2 separate regions of the Mus musculus genome follow, and region 1 is linked to region 2. The links are chromatin contacts, called in public promoter capture Hi-C maps. All regions are on one chromosome and are shown on one strand. Each heading gives the region's core, a stretch centred on a gene start, on an enhancer-like site or on the middle of the called end of the contact. The rest is flanking DNA. Distances are from core to core; before and after follow the strand shown.

Region 1 (6,919 bases), core at 3,674-6,173, 120 kb before region 2:
TCTGGCTATCTGCTGACAGCAGTAGTTGTCAAGGCTGCCCGCCCCCCCAACCCCCTTTGCTCTGGTTGTCAAAGTTGTGCTGCAGCCCTGGGTGTTATGTCCCTGCCGAGTCAGAGGAGGTTCCCCTCTGCTCTCCCTTTATTCTGACGAGTTGGTCACTGCATTTCACCTACCATAAACTGGTGGCAAGATGAACTTTTGTCTGCTAGAACATTAAGCAAGGAGCTCCCCTAGGTCCTGTTAGCACTCAGAAATCAGGGCATGTTTAGGACAGGAACCTACTTCTGCCCAGGCCTTCACTTACATCTGACATCCTTTTGTTCCCTTGCAGATGACGATGCCTTTGAGCCTGTGGAGGCCAGCCTGCCAGCCCCAAGAGATGGTGGCATTGAAGGTGCATTGCCCAGGCACTTGGATCAGCCGCTGCCCCCTGCAGAGACATCCTTAGCAGATCTGGAAGACTCTACAGACAGTAGCAGTGCCCTGCTGGTGCCTCCTGATCCCGCCCAGAGTGGAAGCACCCCAGCTACAGAAGCACCGCCAGGGGGTGGGCGCCTCCCCCGTGCTTCCCTCAACACTGTGGTTTAGGTGGCTCAGCTTGTGGCCCCCCGTGGGCTAGGAGTGTATGTTTCTTGTCCAGAAGACACCTATCTCAGTGGGGGACTTGAAGGGGTCCTGTCATAGCCTGGACCCTACTCCACTGCCACATCCCCACCAGCTGCGGGTGTGTACATAGAAACTGAAATCAGGCACTCAGAGAGGAGCAAGTGCCTGTACCATCTTTACCTGGGGGCTGTTAGTCTCTTCTTTAAATGGTGGAATGACACAGGTGTTGAAAGCACACGTTTCCAAGAAGCAGAGGCAGTGGGCTTCACTTATACCAAGTACATCTTTGGATGGGCTTGCTTACTGCATTCTCACCCTTAGGAGCCAGTCATCAGCCAGTGTAGACACAGTAGAGCTAGCGCTAGTGGCTGCTTAGAGGCAGCAGAGCATCTGAACTGCTTCTGGGGAAAGCATTCACAGCTGCTGTACTGGCTCTCTGGGGGCTTCCTGTCCGGGGCCAGCTGCAAATTTCAAGGTGCCGATCGATCCCTGGGAGGAAATTGAACTTGCCACACCATTTCTAGCTTTGCTTTGAGGCCAGCACTGTGGCAGGAGGCCCTGCTCATTCCTAGCACTCTTCCATGGTATACCTCTGCATGGCTCCCCAGGAGTAGACTCTAGACCCTTGTGGAGGGTTGGGGCATGCTGGCTTTTCTCTGCCACACTCTGGATCCCTGTGCTCTGCTTGCTGGTGAATGACCACTGGGTCTAGCCATGCCCGTTCATCCTATCTGTGCCATAAAGGGTTGTTTGGGAAGAGAATGGTTCAAGTGGACATCCTGAGTTGTCATCTGAGTCCACTTCACCCCGTGAACACTGCTGGAGCCCAGTGTCTGCCAGCCACATACATGCCTCCCAGTCCCTCCACAGCAACCGGGTACCTGGGGATTTTTCCCAAAGGACTCCATTGCCAGCTCCAGCTCCATGCAGTGGTCTTGTCTCCTGACACAGGCCTTTAGCATTTCTAAGGTTTGGAGATTAAGCAAGGTTCTGTGCAATTTTTAGCACATTCGTGTCTTTTTTATGTTGGATGTCTGGGTCTTTATATCTGTGTGTGTGTCCTAATGTGGCCAAATGTTTGCAGGTGATAATGGTTCACAGGAGCTCAGGACAGGGGACAATACCCCACATGAGCCATTTGCCCATGGGCCACTCTTGCACCTTTGAGCTTCTTCTAGGCTGTGGTCAGTGGGCCTGTGACTCCTGTGCAGGTGAGAACAGGAGTGGAGGTGACTGGTGTCTGTTCTGTTGTGCATGATCAGACCCACACAGCTCTAGGTGCAGCCTTACACTACTTGGAACCTATGTTTCCCCTTCCCATACGGAGCATCTTCAGACCAGGTCCCCAGGGCTGACAGGAGTATATGATTGCTTACGGATAGTCTGCCCCATGTCTGAGCCCACAGACCATCTGCTGCAGACATCCCTCTGCAGAGGGCCCTTGCCCCCTCTACCCATTGCTAAGGACATCAGGAAGTTCGTCATGCCTCCAGCAAGTCCTAAGTGCTGGGCGCTGGGCAGCCATGCTCCAGAGCAACAATTGGGAATTGTGTTGGTGCCAGGCCACCCAAAAGAGCCCTAAGGACCACACAGCAGTGCCTCAGGAGACTGCACAGACTGGAACTTACGTGGGGACCAAATGGCTGTTGGGGTTGAGATTAGGAGGCCCAGTGGAGAGGGTGACCTAAAGTGGACTGGTGCTACAGAGGTAGGCTTGTCAGGCCTGTGGGGTCCGTCCCCCATGCCTTAGGGGTGCATGGAAGGCCTCTGTTGGGGGCTGTTTAGACTATTGCTATTCCAGTTCCAAGCACTGGAGTCTGCCAGATCTCACTGGTGAATAATCCCAAATCCAAGATTTGATGAGGTTTGTGTGTTCTTTACCCATCCCGCAAGGCCCCAGAGGGACAGGCTCCTAGGAGGCCCCTTTCCCAGGACTGCCTTGCCACTCTTCTGAGGCCAGGTGCCCTCTGACCTGCCTTGAAGTGGAATTTGATACTGTACATTGTCTCAATGCCTGTTTTTACATATTCCTTTCATTAAAGGTTTTAGTTTGGGTGTATTTTTTTGGTCAGGTTGGCATTGATCCTTTCTTAAGATGCTGTGAGAACCATTTCATCCAATGCCAAATAAACTTGTGTTATGGAAAAAGCATGGTCAGTTCTTGCTGTGGCCAGCCCCTCGACAGGGCTCTCCTAAGTTTTCAGCCCTTACAGGCATCCAGTTGGCTTCTGACACCCCTTGGTTGAGGACCAGATGGCTGAGCTTGGAGCCTCTGGAGGGTGCATGGCAAGGGGCCACACTCCTCTGAAGTTACACTACAGTCAATGCCAGGGCTGGTATATCCCCGTTACTAGTGTCCAGTGCAGGGAGGGCGCTGGACTTCATCTCTGACCATCCAGGTGGCTGTAAGCAGCTCCTTCCAGCAGGAGCTGCAGCTTGGAGGGTAGCGATTGGCAACTTACACCCAGGACTGGGCTGTTCAATGCCTTTTCCTACAGGGCTGGAAAGGCTTGAGTCCTCTGAGAAGATTTCAATCTATAAAAAATTGGATGATCTTGTCTTTCCAGAAGTCCTAAGATGCTAAAGACTTGCATAGCCTATTGCCTTGGGCTGAGGCCTCTCCTGAAAAGAGGGGGTTACACCCACCCACTATGGCACTCAGCCTGCTGGGGGTGAGAAGCAGAAAAAGCATTTACTATCATTTCTGTGAGACACCAGGATTCTTGATAGCAATGTTTGCGTGCGTGTGGGGTGTGTGTGTGTGTTATCCAGATCTCAAGAGGAAAGGAGACGTAGGGAAGGAGAGAGGGTTTTTCTGCCATGCTTTGGAGGAAAAGGGACACAGCAACCATGTAAGATCTGGGCAGTGAGGGCCTGTGGCCGGGTTGCCAAAGATGTCTGGCAGGGGCTAAATAGAACAAGCCACTAAGTTTAGGGCGGAAGGAGAGATGGAGATAATAAATTGGAAAGGGCATGCATTCCCAGGCAGGAGAGATTTGTGCTTAACAGGCAAGTTAAAGTAACAAGGCTGAGTGTGTGTCTTTTGTCCTCGGATTCTAGGGTCCCAGGAGTGGGCTGGTAATGCAATCCCCTCCTGGAGCAAAGGTGGGTAGAAAAGGAAGCCAGCTTAGGGCTTGGTTTTGAGGATCCTGGAGCTAAGCCTGGTGGAACAAAAGGGAGCCAGGAGTGGCTGGTGGCGCAGCGGGCCCCCCCCCCCCCGCCCCGCAATCCCAGGCAAGGTGGTAGCATGTTTTTTAAAACTACACACAACAAAGGTGTGCACCTCCATGCCCCACACAATATTTTAATTTTTATAGTTTTTGTGTGTTTGTGCATGAGTTTATGTATTTGCACCCCATACATGCAAGAGCCCTTATTGGTCAAACTCAGGAACCAGACTTTCAGCTGTAATCAAGTTCACTGTCCTAACTCAGAAGGGCCAGTAACTACAGCAGGCTGTCACAAAGGCTGGCAAGGGGTTGGGTTAAGAAGGATCTGCTGAGGCCTTTGGTGGGGACAGGAGCTTCATTCTACCCTCAACACATCTGAAGCAGGGTGCCTGGGGCTCTGCCAACACTGCCCTTTCCTCCCTGTCCTCTCTTCAAGGAAGAGCCTGGTCCTCCAGCAGTGCTGAGGGAGAATCCAAGGAGACATGCTAAGCAAGTACTCTTCCACTAAGCTATACCATGGGAAAGAGATGCTGAGAACTGGAATACTGAGAGGGGCAGCCCTCCAGCCCACTCCCTGGTAGTCATTGTTCAGCCTAACCTGCTCAGACATGGTGCCCATGTGCAGAAGCACATCAGGAAGCCAAGGAGGCACAGACACTTCCCTCCAGAGTGCCAGGGACTTGAGCCACTGTAGTATCCCCACCACAGGAGGGCTGCAGCTTCTCCTGAGACCTTTGTCTTTGGGAGGGTAGTCCTCAGACGAGCATCAATAGGAAGGCTGATGTGGACCTGGACTTGGAACGGGTTGGAATCTCAAACTTGTAGCATGAGAAAGAACAGCCATGCCTCCTAGCCTAAGTCTTGGGCAGTAGGATCCAATGTGCCCTCACCTCTTGAACTAATTTCTTTGACGGTGGTTTCGGCATGTCACTCCTGGTCTCTGTTACTCATTTTCACTGCTGTAAGAGTAATAACCAGACGCCCTTCGGGAGAAATGCCAACAGTTACACTGGCTGCAGCAGCTCTGAAGTTTAGGCTCCAGCCCACCTCCATTCCTAGTGGCTCTACCTGGGCTCCACCTACTCTAGCCTCACCTCAGCATGTCCACAGGGCTTATCCAGACCTCTAGTTCACCTACCAATGAATGCAGAGCAGCCTTCTAAGTAGCCTGGCTGTACATTCCTCATCCACTTTGCAGTTCTCCGGAGTCAGCCACTGCAGCATCATGTGGGCCCTGGACTTCTTGCTCAGCTTCCTCCTTATACAACTGGCGGCACAGGTGGACTCCAGTGGTGAGCACCAAGGCTCTGCCTGACACCACCTACCTACCAGTGATGGGGCAAGTTTGGGAGGAGACGCACTGACAAGGGAACAGCCTCTACTGGCTAACCTGTCTCCATTCCTGGACTGGGGTCAAGATGGAACTTTATAAAGAACCACAGTGGTCCCCTGCCTCCTGTCTACAGGTACCTGGTGCTACGACTCCCAAGACCCAAAGTGTGGTGAGAACAGTTGTAACAGGCTATGTGGATCTGTCTGGTCTCTGTCAGCTCCTGTGCTCCAAAGAACTGGACACTGTGATTCTGTGTGTCTGCTGTCAGGGTCTGTGAGTCTATGGGTGTGGCTAGATCATGTGTGTGTTGGGATGGTCCCCAGCATGAGTATGCAGCCGTGTCCCAGACCCTCCTACCTTATCTCTCTGTGGGCCAGTATGCTTGCAGACTTATAAGTCAGATGGGTGCTGCTGCAGCCAGGTGTGTGGAGGGCAGAGGGAGGGCATCTGGGTATATGGAATCCCTCGTTGTACTCCCAGACTTGCCTTTGAGACCCCTGCTGCAGACACTAGTCCTTCTTTTCTCAGGCCCTGCCCACTGGAAGGAACTAGCACCTGCCTGTGGGGGCCCAACCCAGTCCCCTATCAACATTGACCTTCGATTGGTCCAGCGGGACTACACTCTTAAGCCCTTCATCTTTCAAGGCTATGATTCAGCCCCTCAAGATCCTTGGGTCCTGGAGAACGATGGCCACACAGGTCAGCATCATAAGGTTGAGACTGCCACACAGAAGCAGGACTCCATACAGCTTACAGGAACCTCACCCATACACAGGGATGAGGACCCACAGACGAGCTGAGACACCAGCTTCTCAAAAGAGCTCACTACCCCCCAACACACAACACAAATGGGCTAACCAGCTATAAAAATGGGATACGCAGACGAGTCCAAATCCTCGTGGACAAAGCAGAGGAGGCTCTACACACGATGTAGGGAGGTGGCAGGGGACCCTCTATAAATGAAGCTAGCCATGACCCCTGAGGACAGTCAGTTCATGTCCAGATGCCAAGATGCTGGAAAGAAGTCAAGGTCCTCATAACTGAAACTGCTAGTGACAGTGTTATTCCTACCCTGGGGAGTCTGCTGGTGAGGAAAACTCTCATGTGCTCCCTGCCTTCAGTGCTACTTCGAGTAAATTCCTGTCAGCAGAACTGCCCAGCCATCCGAGGGGCTGGGCTCCCGTCACCAGAGTACCGGCTACTGCAGCTGCACTTCCACTGGGGCAGCCCAGGGCACCAAGGCTCCGAGCACAGCCTGGATGAGAAGCATGGCTCTATGGAGGTGGGTTCAGGGTGGACCAGAAGGAAGACAGGCGTAGGGAGCAGAGAGCAGCTGGTCACTACCTTTGTTCTGTATCCCCTAGATGCACATGGTCCACATGAACACAAAGTACCAGAGCATGGAGGATGCACGGAGCCAACCAGATGGGTTTGCTATACTGGCTGTGCTGTTGGTGGTGAGGAAGGGGCTGTGGCCCCGTACATGTTTCCAGAAACAGGGACTTGGAGTTGTGTGGAGGGACCAGGGATCTTCAGCTCTGAAAGACTTAGAGAACTCAGAAGAGCTCACTGCCCCCCACCAACACATGCACACAAATGGGCTAAGCAGCTTTAACAATGGGATACACAGATGAGTCCAAATCCTCGTGAATGAAGAGGAGGCTCTACACATGATGTAGGGAGGTGGCAGGGGACGCTCTATAAATGAAGCTAGCCATGAAGACAGTCAGTTCACGTCCAGATGCCCAGGGAACTCCCCACCAAGGAGGTGGGGGCCAAAGCGATGGAGTGTTGCTGGGCCTCATGGTAG
Region 2 (6,546 bases), core at 658-3,157:
CTGTACTGCCAAATTTTGCCTCTCAAGGACTGGGATTAAAGTGGTGTACCACCATGCCTGCATCACCATGCCTGTATCACCATCACCGTGCCTGCACCACCAAGCACCACCATGCACCATCATGCATCACCACGCCTTCATCACCATGCACCACTATGTACTACCATGCCTGCACCACCATGCACTACCATGTCTTCATCACCATACACCACCATGCCTGAACCACCATGCTTGCACCACCATGCACCACCATGCCTCCACTACCATGCACTACCATGCACCACCATGTCTTCAGCACCATACCTGCACCACCATGCATCACCACGCACCACCATGCTTGGTGGTTTTGAATTTTCTTTTTAAGTTTTGTCATACTCAGTTTTTTTTTTTTTTTTTTTTTTTTTTTTTTTTTTTTTTCTTTTTTCCGGAGCTGAGGACCGAACCCAGGGCCTTGGGCTTGCTAGGCAAGCACTTTACCACTGAGCTAAATCCCCAACCCCCATACTCAGTTTTTTAAAGACTTACTTATTTTATGTATATGAGTATATTGTAACTGTCTTCAGACACACCAGAAGAGAGCAATAGATCAATGCTCTTAATGGCTGAGCCATCTCTCCAGCCCCCACACTCAGGGGTTTTTTTTTTTTTTTAGATTTATTTATTTATTTATTTCATGTATATACTGTAGCTGTCTTCAGATATTCTGGCACACCAAAACAGTACATTGGATGTGAGCCACCATGTGGTTGCTGGGAATTGAACACAGGACCTCTGGAAGAACAGTCAGTGCTCTTAACCTCTGAGCCATCTCTCCAGCCCTGACACTCAGTTTTTAATTCATTTGTGTTTAAGACTTTTCCAAAGGCCAAAAGTTTTTTTTTTTAAAGGGTGCTTTCTTCTATAATAATAAACACATGTATTTTATTTATTTCTTTATTTGTCTATTTATTTATTTATTTTGGGGTTCATTTTGGGTGTTGTTTGTTTTTGTTTGTTTGAGACAATGTGTCTCTACATAGGCCCTGGTTGTCCTGGAACTCAGTATGTAAACCAGGCTGCCTTGAATTCAACAGAGATCTGCCTGCCTCTGCCTCCCAAGTGCTGGGACAAACAAAGTTCTAAAATGAGGCCTTACATATTGTTGGAAAAAATGAAGACTTACAAAATTGGTTAGTTACCTTGTAATCTCTACTCTAAACTTAAATCATATAAACATTGAAAGGTGAACTCGAGACACATAAGCCCAGCAACAATTATCCACTTAGACCAAAATGTCCTGTATTAAGGGATGCACCACTAAGAAGCAAGGAATATGAACCACAGAGAAAACATTAACAGAAATAATGCTTTTGCTTTCCTTTTAAATATGGAGCTTAATGATTCAATGAGCAGAGATCCTAAACCTAACATTGCTTGTTGGTGAAATACTAGCTTTATTTTGATGACTGTAGAATGTACATATACTTATGTACACTTAACATATGTTAGAAATTAAAATCTCAATATTTAAATACCAAATTTATTTAAAATACCAAAAATATGTTATACATTAGCAATTATCCCAACACTGGCAACAAAATATACATAGACTCTGTATGTGTGTCTGTGTGTGGTGTGTGTGTGTCTATGTGTCCGCATGTGTGTCTCTCTCTGTCTCTGTATCTGTCTCTGTGTCTGTCTTTCTGTCTCTTTTTTCTGTCTTTCTCTCTGTTTCTGCCTCTGTCTGTGTTTCCGCCTCTGTATCTCTGTCTCTCCCTCTGTGTCTCCCTCTCCCCCTCTCCCCCTCTCCCCCTCTCCCCTTCTCCCTCTTCCCCTCTCCCCCTCTCCCCTTCCTCTCTTCCTCTCTCTTTCTGTGGCGCGCATGCGTATACAAAAGCAAGACTTCATTTCCCACAATTCTTCCTGTACTTCCGGCGTGGCCCAGTAGCGGGATCGCTCGGCTTCCGGGTTCGGGCCTGTCGCTGTGGTAGAGGCGGCGGCGCCGGGGGTGGCCGGTAGGGACTCGGGCTACAAGAGTAGGGGCTCCGGGCATGGACGTTTCGGGGCAGGAGACCGACTGGCGTAGCGCCGCCTTTCGGCAGAAGCTGGTCAGCCAAATGTGAGTGTGGCCTGGGGCAAGGACCGGTGGTCGGACCTTCCGGGCGGGGAGGGTGAGGCCGGGCTAGACCCGCTCTTGACCCTGGTCAGAAGCTGCGGTGTCCGCTGGGTGCCGGGGACGTACAAGGGTCCTCCTGGAGTCTCTCTGGCCTTTCTCGGCAGACAGGGACTGCTGGCTAGTTTTTCTGGGGAGGAACTCTGCAAACCCAGCTAGTGCCCTGGCTAGTGAGTCATCGTCCTGAGCCGCCTCGTCATTTGTGTGCAGATTTTCCTTTGCTTCGATTCGCACCGAATATAGAAAGAGAATGAGGCAGCCAGAGATTTTACACGGGTGCCGCGTGGCTTCTTTTATAAAATAAATAAATAAAACGAAAACCACATCAATGAGTTGGAGGAGGCTGGAAGGAAGGTAAATTGGAAGATTGATGTGTTTGGGTTGTAGGCAGTGGAATAGAAGAGTGCTCCGGTTTCTTCCACAAGGTGTGTCAACTTGGCCAAAGGGTAGCAGGAAATAGCTGTGGGAACTTCGGGAGTGAAGGGCAGGGATGCCCTCTGCCCACGGAGCACTGCAGAGTGCTTGTTGCACTTAGCCATTTTACTGAGTTTCCTAAAGTGTTCAGAAAATTGCCTGTGGCACAGCTTTTCCCCTGAGGGTTGGTACTGTCTGTCTGTAAAGAAACAGTACAGTCGTGCCAATGCTCAGTCATTTTTGTGGGTGCTAAAGTGTCAGTTGAGTAGACTGGAGCAGCCTCGAGTAGGTGACAGATTGAGCTCTAGAGAGAAAAGTAGGAGGGTGACAGGCCACCATTCCCAGCAGATGATTGTGAAAGCATCAGGATGGACGGCTGTAGGTGGAGAGTTCTGGGTCTTTGAAGCAAAGTAGTCAAGGATACATCATGAGGATGAGCAGATGCTGGCATGGTTAGTGTTGGGTGTTTTGGGCAAACAACTTGTACCCGTGGTTTTTTGTTTGTTTGTTTGTTTGTTTTTTAGTTTTTCGAGACAGGGTTTCTCTGTGTAGTCCTGGCTGTCCTGGAACTCAGAAATCTGCCTACTTCTACCTCCCAAGCGCTGGGATCACTGCCCGGCCCTTCCTCCAGTGTTTTACACGTGGTCTGCCTTGAGGTGGTGCAGCATTAGTGTTGGGAAGGCCCCTGAGTCCCTGGAGATGAATTAGGGACCCAAGAGAGGCCAAATAGGCAATTTGGGGAGTTTTTTTCCTTTGGAAGGGTTGGTGGGGGTTCTGTCTTTTTTTCATTTAGATCATATGGTCTCATGAGTTGATTGTAGAAGACTTGGTTGGCAGAGATCATAAAGACCAGTATTAAGTGCTGAACTTGAAAGAGGAAGACAGATTCCAGAGAAAGAGGAATGAATATGTGGACAATTGGTGACTAACTGGATGGAGGGGGTGGGGTGGGGTGGGGTGGAGTGAAGCAATGGACTAAATCGGGGAAGCATCAGTACAGTGGAGGGAGTGGGTACTGTGTCAGTGGCTTGGTACCGCCGCACAATAACCCTTGCACGGTTTTGCAGACAGTTCAGCAAACAAGTGTTTTGTTTCTTAATTGTTTTAGATTTAATTTATTTATATGAGTGTTTTGCTTGCCTGTATATAAGTGAACCATGTATATCTGATGATGTCAGAGGTCAGAAGAGCGTATAAGATTCCCTGGGATTGGAGCTACAGGGGGTTATGAACTGCCCTGTGAATTCTGGGAATCGAACCTGCTTCTTCTGTAAGAGCTCAGTGTGAGTGCTTCTAACCTCTGAGCCAAGTCTCCAGCCCACAAGTGCAGTATTGATGTACTTGAGTTATCTCTAAGTGAAGTCTTGAGAAATGGTCTGAGCTCCAGGGCAAGGATTCTTTGGGAAAGCCCAGTACAGTGGATCTGGAAGAGCAAGTTGTTATCACAGACAGTAGGGGAGAGCTGCAGAAGTATCTGAGGTCTGAGGGAAGACTGAAGTATACTGGATACACTGTAATGCCTTGTGAGTCCTGAGGTGCTTTCTACCTCTGTAAGATACTGCACTTGTATATTATTTTGTTTTGCTGTAATAACAATTACCATGCACTTAGCATCTTAAACAACACAGATTTATATTTGATCTTTTTTTTTTTTATGTCAGAGGCTCATGTAAGATTTGGTAGGTGTTAGTTTCAGGGTTGAAATCAATACGATGGCAATATACACATTTTTTAAATTTATTATTTATTTTTTTTATTTTTTTGGTTTTTCGAGACAGGGTTTCTCTGTATAGCCCTGGCTGTCCTGGAACTCACTCTGTAGACCAGGCTGGCCTTGAACTCAGAAATCTGCCTGCCTCTGCCTCCAGAGTGCTGGGATTAAAGGCATGCGCCACCACTGCCTGGTAATTACATTTCTTGATGGAACCTTTGGAACAGAATCTGCTTTCAACTCCATTCAAGTTGCTGTCCAAATTCTATTCCTTACACTTGTAAAACTGAGGTATCCTCTTTCCTGCCTATTTGTCAGGGGCCAGTTTTTGTTCCTGGAGGTTGATTGTATCTTGTGCTTTCTTTGTGGCCTAGTCTAACATTGGCTGGTTTCTCTGACACTCACCAAATTCAGGTAGAGAACATCCTGTGCACTTCCCAGATCAGTTTGGAACAATGGAACACAATCGTTAGTCTGTATCTTCAATCACAGCTATGCGGTCATTTTTTGAGATACAGTGAAAGATAGTCACAGGTTCCAGGGACTGGGGCCTGTGTATCTTGGTGGAGGGGGCAACATTTGTCTACTGCATTTGAGTGAGCCCCCTCAAAGGTTGCTTTCTAAGAGTAAAGGTATCTTAGTTTGCTTTCTGTTACTGTGAAAAACACCATGACCAAGAGCAACTTGAGGAGGAAAGGGTTTATTTCATGTTACACTTTATCACACAGCCCCCAACCCCCAGCAAGAAAAGCCGAGTCAGAAACTCAAGCAAGACTCCAGGGGCTGGAGAGATGATTTAGTCCATGGTGAAGACTGCTTGTAGCTCTTACAAGGCACCAGGGTTCGATTCCAGGCACCTGCAAGGTGACTGACTCAAAACTGTTCATTTCCAAGGGTTCCACAGCCCTTGTCCGATTTCTGTGGGCACCAGGCATAAACTGGTGCAGTCAACATCCATGCAGGCAAAACCTTTGTACTTGTAAAAAGGTAAATAAAAATCAGCTGCCAGTGCCAGGTGGTGGTGGCGCACGCCTTTAATCCCAGCACTTGGGAGGCAGAGGCAGGTGAATTTCTGAATCAGAGGCCAGCCTGGTCTACAGAGTGAGTTCCAGGACAGCCAGGGCTACACAGAGAAACCCTGTCTCAAAAAACAAAAAACAAACAAACAAACAACAACAACAAAAAACCCCAAAAAAACCTAACCACGCTTACTGGGTGTTTTCACTTCTTCGGTTTGCTTGTTTTCTCTCTAGGGTTGACTTTGCTGGTGACTTGATTAACTGTGTTGATAGAGCTTAAGAAGATTTATAATGGGCTAATCTACACATCTTTACTTCTGACTTCTTCCAGGGGTGATGCTGTTGTTTAAATTTGGGGATGCACTTCAAACCATAGTGATTTATATTACATGAGGCATAAAGAAAGTTTAGGGCTGAGAGAGTAGCTTAGTAGAAGATCGCGTATGTAGTCCTCATGAAGCTCTCAGTTCAGTGTCAGTTGTTGGGGAGTGGGGAGCATAGCAAAACACTGGGAAGGTTCTGCAAAGTTTCAGTGGAGAAGCATCTCTCATTGAGGAAAAAGCAAGTTTGACAATTCTTTTTTTTTAATTAATTAATTTATTATATGTGTGTACGCTGTAGCTATCTTCAGACACTCCAGAAGAGGGCATCAGATTTTTGTTACGGATGGTTGTGAGCCACCATGTGGTTGCTGGGATTTGAACTCAGGACCTTTGGAAGAGCAGTCGGTGCTCTTAACCGCTGAGCCATTTTTCTCACCAGCCCCAAGTTTGACAATTCTAACTGGAGTCTAGGCTTCTTAGCCTTTCCTATACTACACAAATGAGGGCAGTGTGTAGCCCGATGCCTTCATCAGGCAGTCCACTGTCCTGTACTCTGGCTTATTGTTTTGTAGTTTCCCCTGTTGTCCAGCGTCTCCGTCTTTCCACTTTAACTTAACTTTACTTTACTTTTCTTTTTTTCTTTCTTTCTCTTTCTATTTATCTCTTTCTTTCATTTCTTTATTTTGATTTTTCAAGACAGGGTTTCTCTGTGTATCCCTGGCTGTCCTGGAACTCACTCTGTTGACCAGGCTGGCCTTGAACTCAGAAATCTGCCTGCCAAGTGCTGGGATTAAAGGAGTGTGCCACCACTGCTCACCCCACTTTAACTTTCAGAGTTCTTCCTTTGTTTCTTTGTTTTTACTTGCTGGAGGTTGAGAGCAGGGCCTTTCATGTGCTCTGCATATGCTCTGCTACTGATCTGTTCCT

What was found. Capture Hi-C pulls out chosen DNA fragments and counts their contacts.
Region 1: a contact with region 2 is called in a promoter capture Hi-C map of pancreatic islet. The contact joins the promoter of Car15 here to the promoter of Med15 in region 2. A contact is called at or near these places in 17 of 39 promoter capture datasets (the 3T3-L1 cell line, 3T3-L1-derived adipocytes, the C10 cell line and 10 more), 1 of 15 datasets of contacts at CTCF or cohesin (the NIH/3T3 cell line), 5 of 484 Hi-C or Micro-C datasets (the HPC-7 cell line, the N1E-115 cell line, adipose-derived mesenchymal stem cells and 2 more), 5 of 115 datasets of contacts at active chromatin or transcription factors (the HPC-7 cell line, bone marrow-derived macrophages, embryonic stem cells and 2 more) and 3 of 9 other capture datasets (adipose tissue, liver and pancreatic islet).

The regions. Positions count from the first base shown.
Region 1 is chr16:17,836,190-17,843,108 of GRCm38.p6, reverse strand. Car15 (carbonic anhydrase 15) reads left to right here and starts at 4,923. Exons shown (of 8, transcript NM_030558.2): 1 at 4,923-5,068; 2 at 5,243-5,278; 3 at 5,638-5,808; 4 at 6,231-6,391; 5 at 6,474-6,566. The coding sequence starts at 5,002. Dgcr2 (DiGeorge syndrome critical region gene 2) reads left to right here. Exons shown (of 10, transcript NM_010048.3): 10 at 332-2,754. The coding sequence ends at 588.
Region 2 is chr16:17,718,308-17,724,853 of GRCm38.p6, reverse strand. Med15 (mediator complex subunit 15) reads left to right here and starts at 1,907. Exons shown (of 18, transcript NM_033609.3): 1 at 1,907-2,098. The coding sequence starts at 2,031.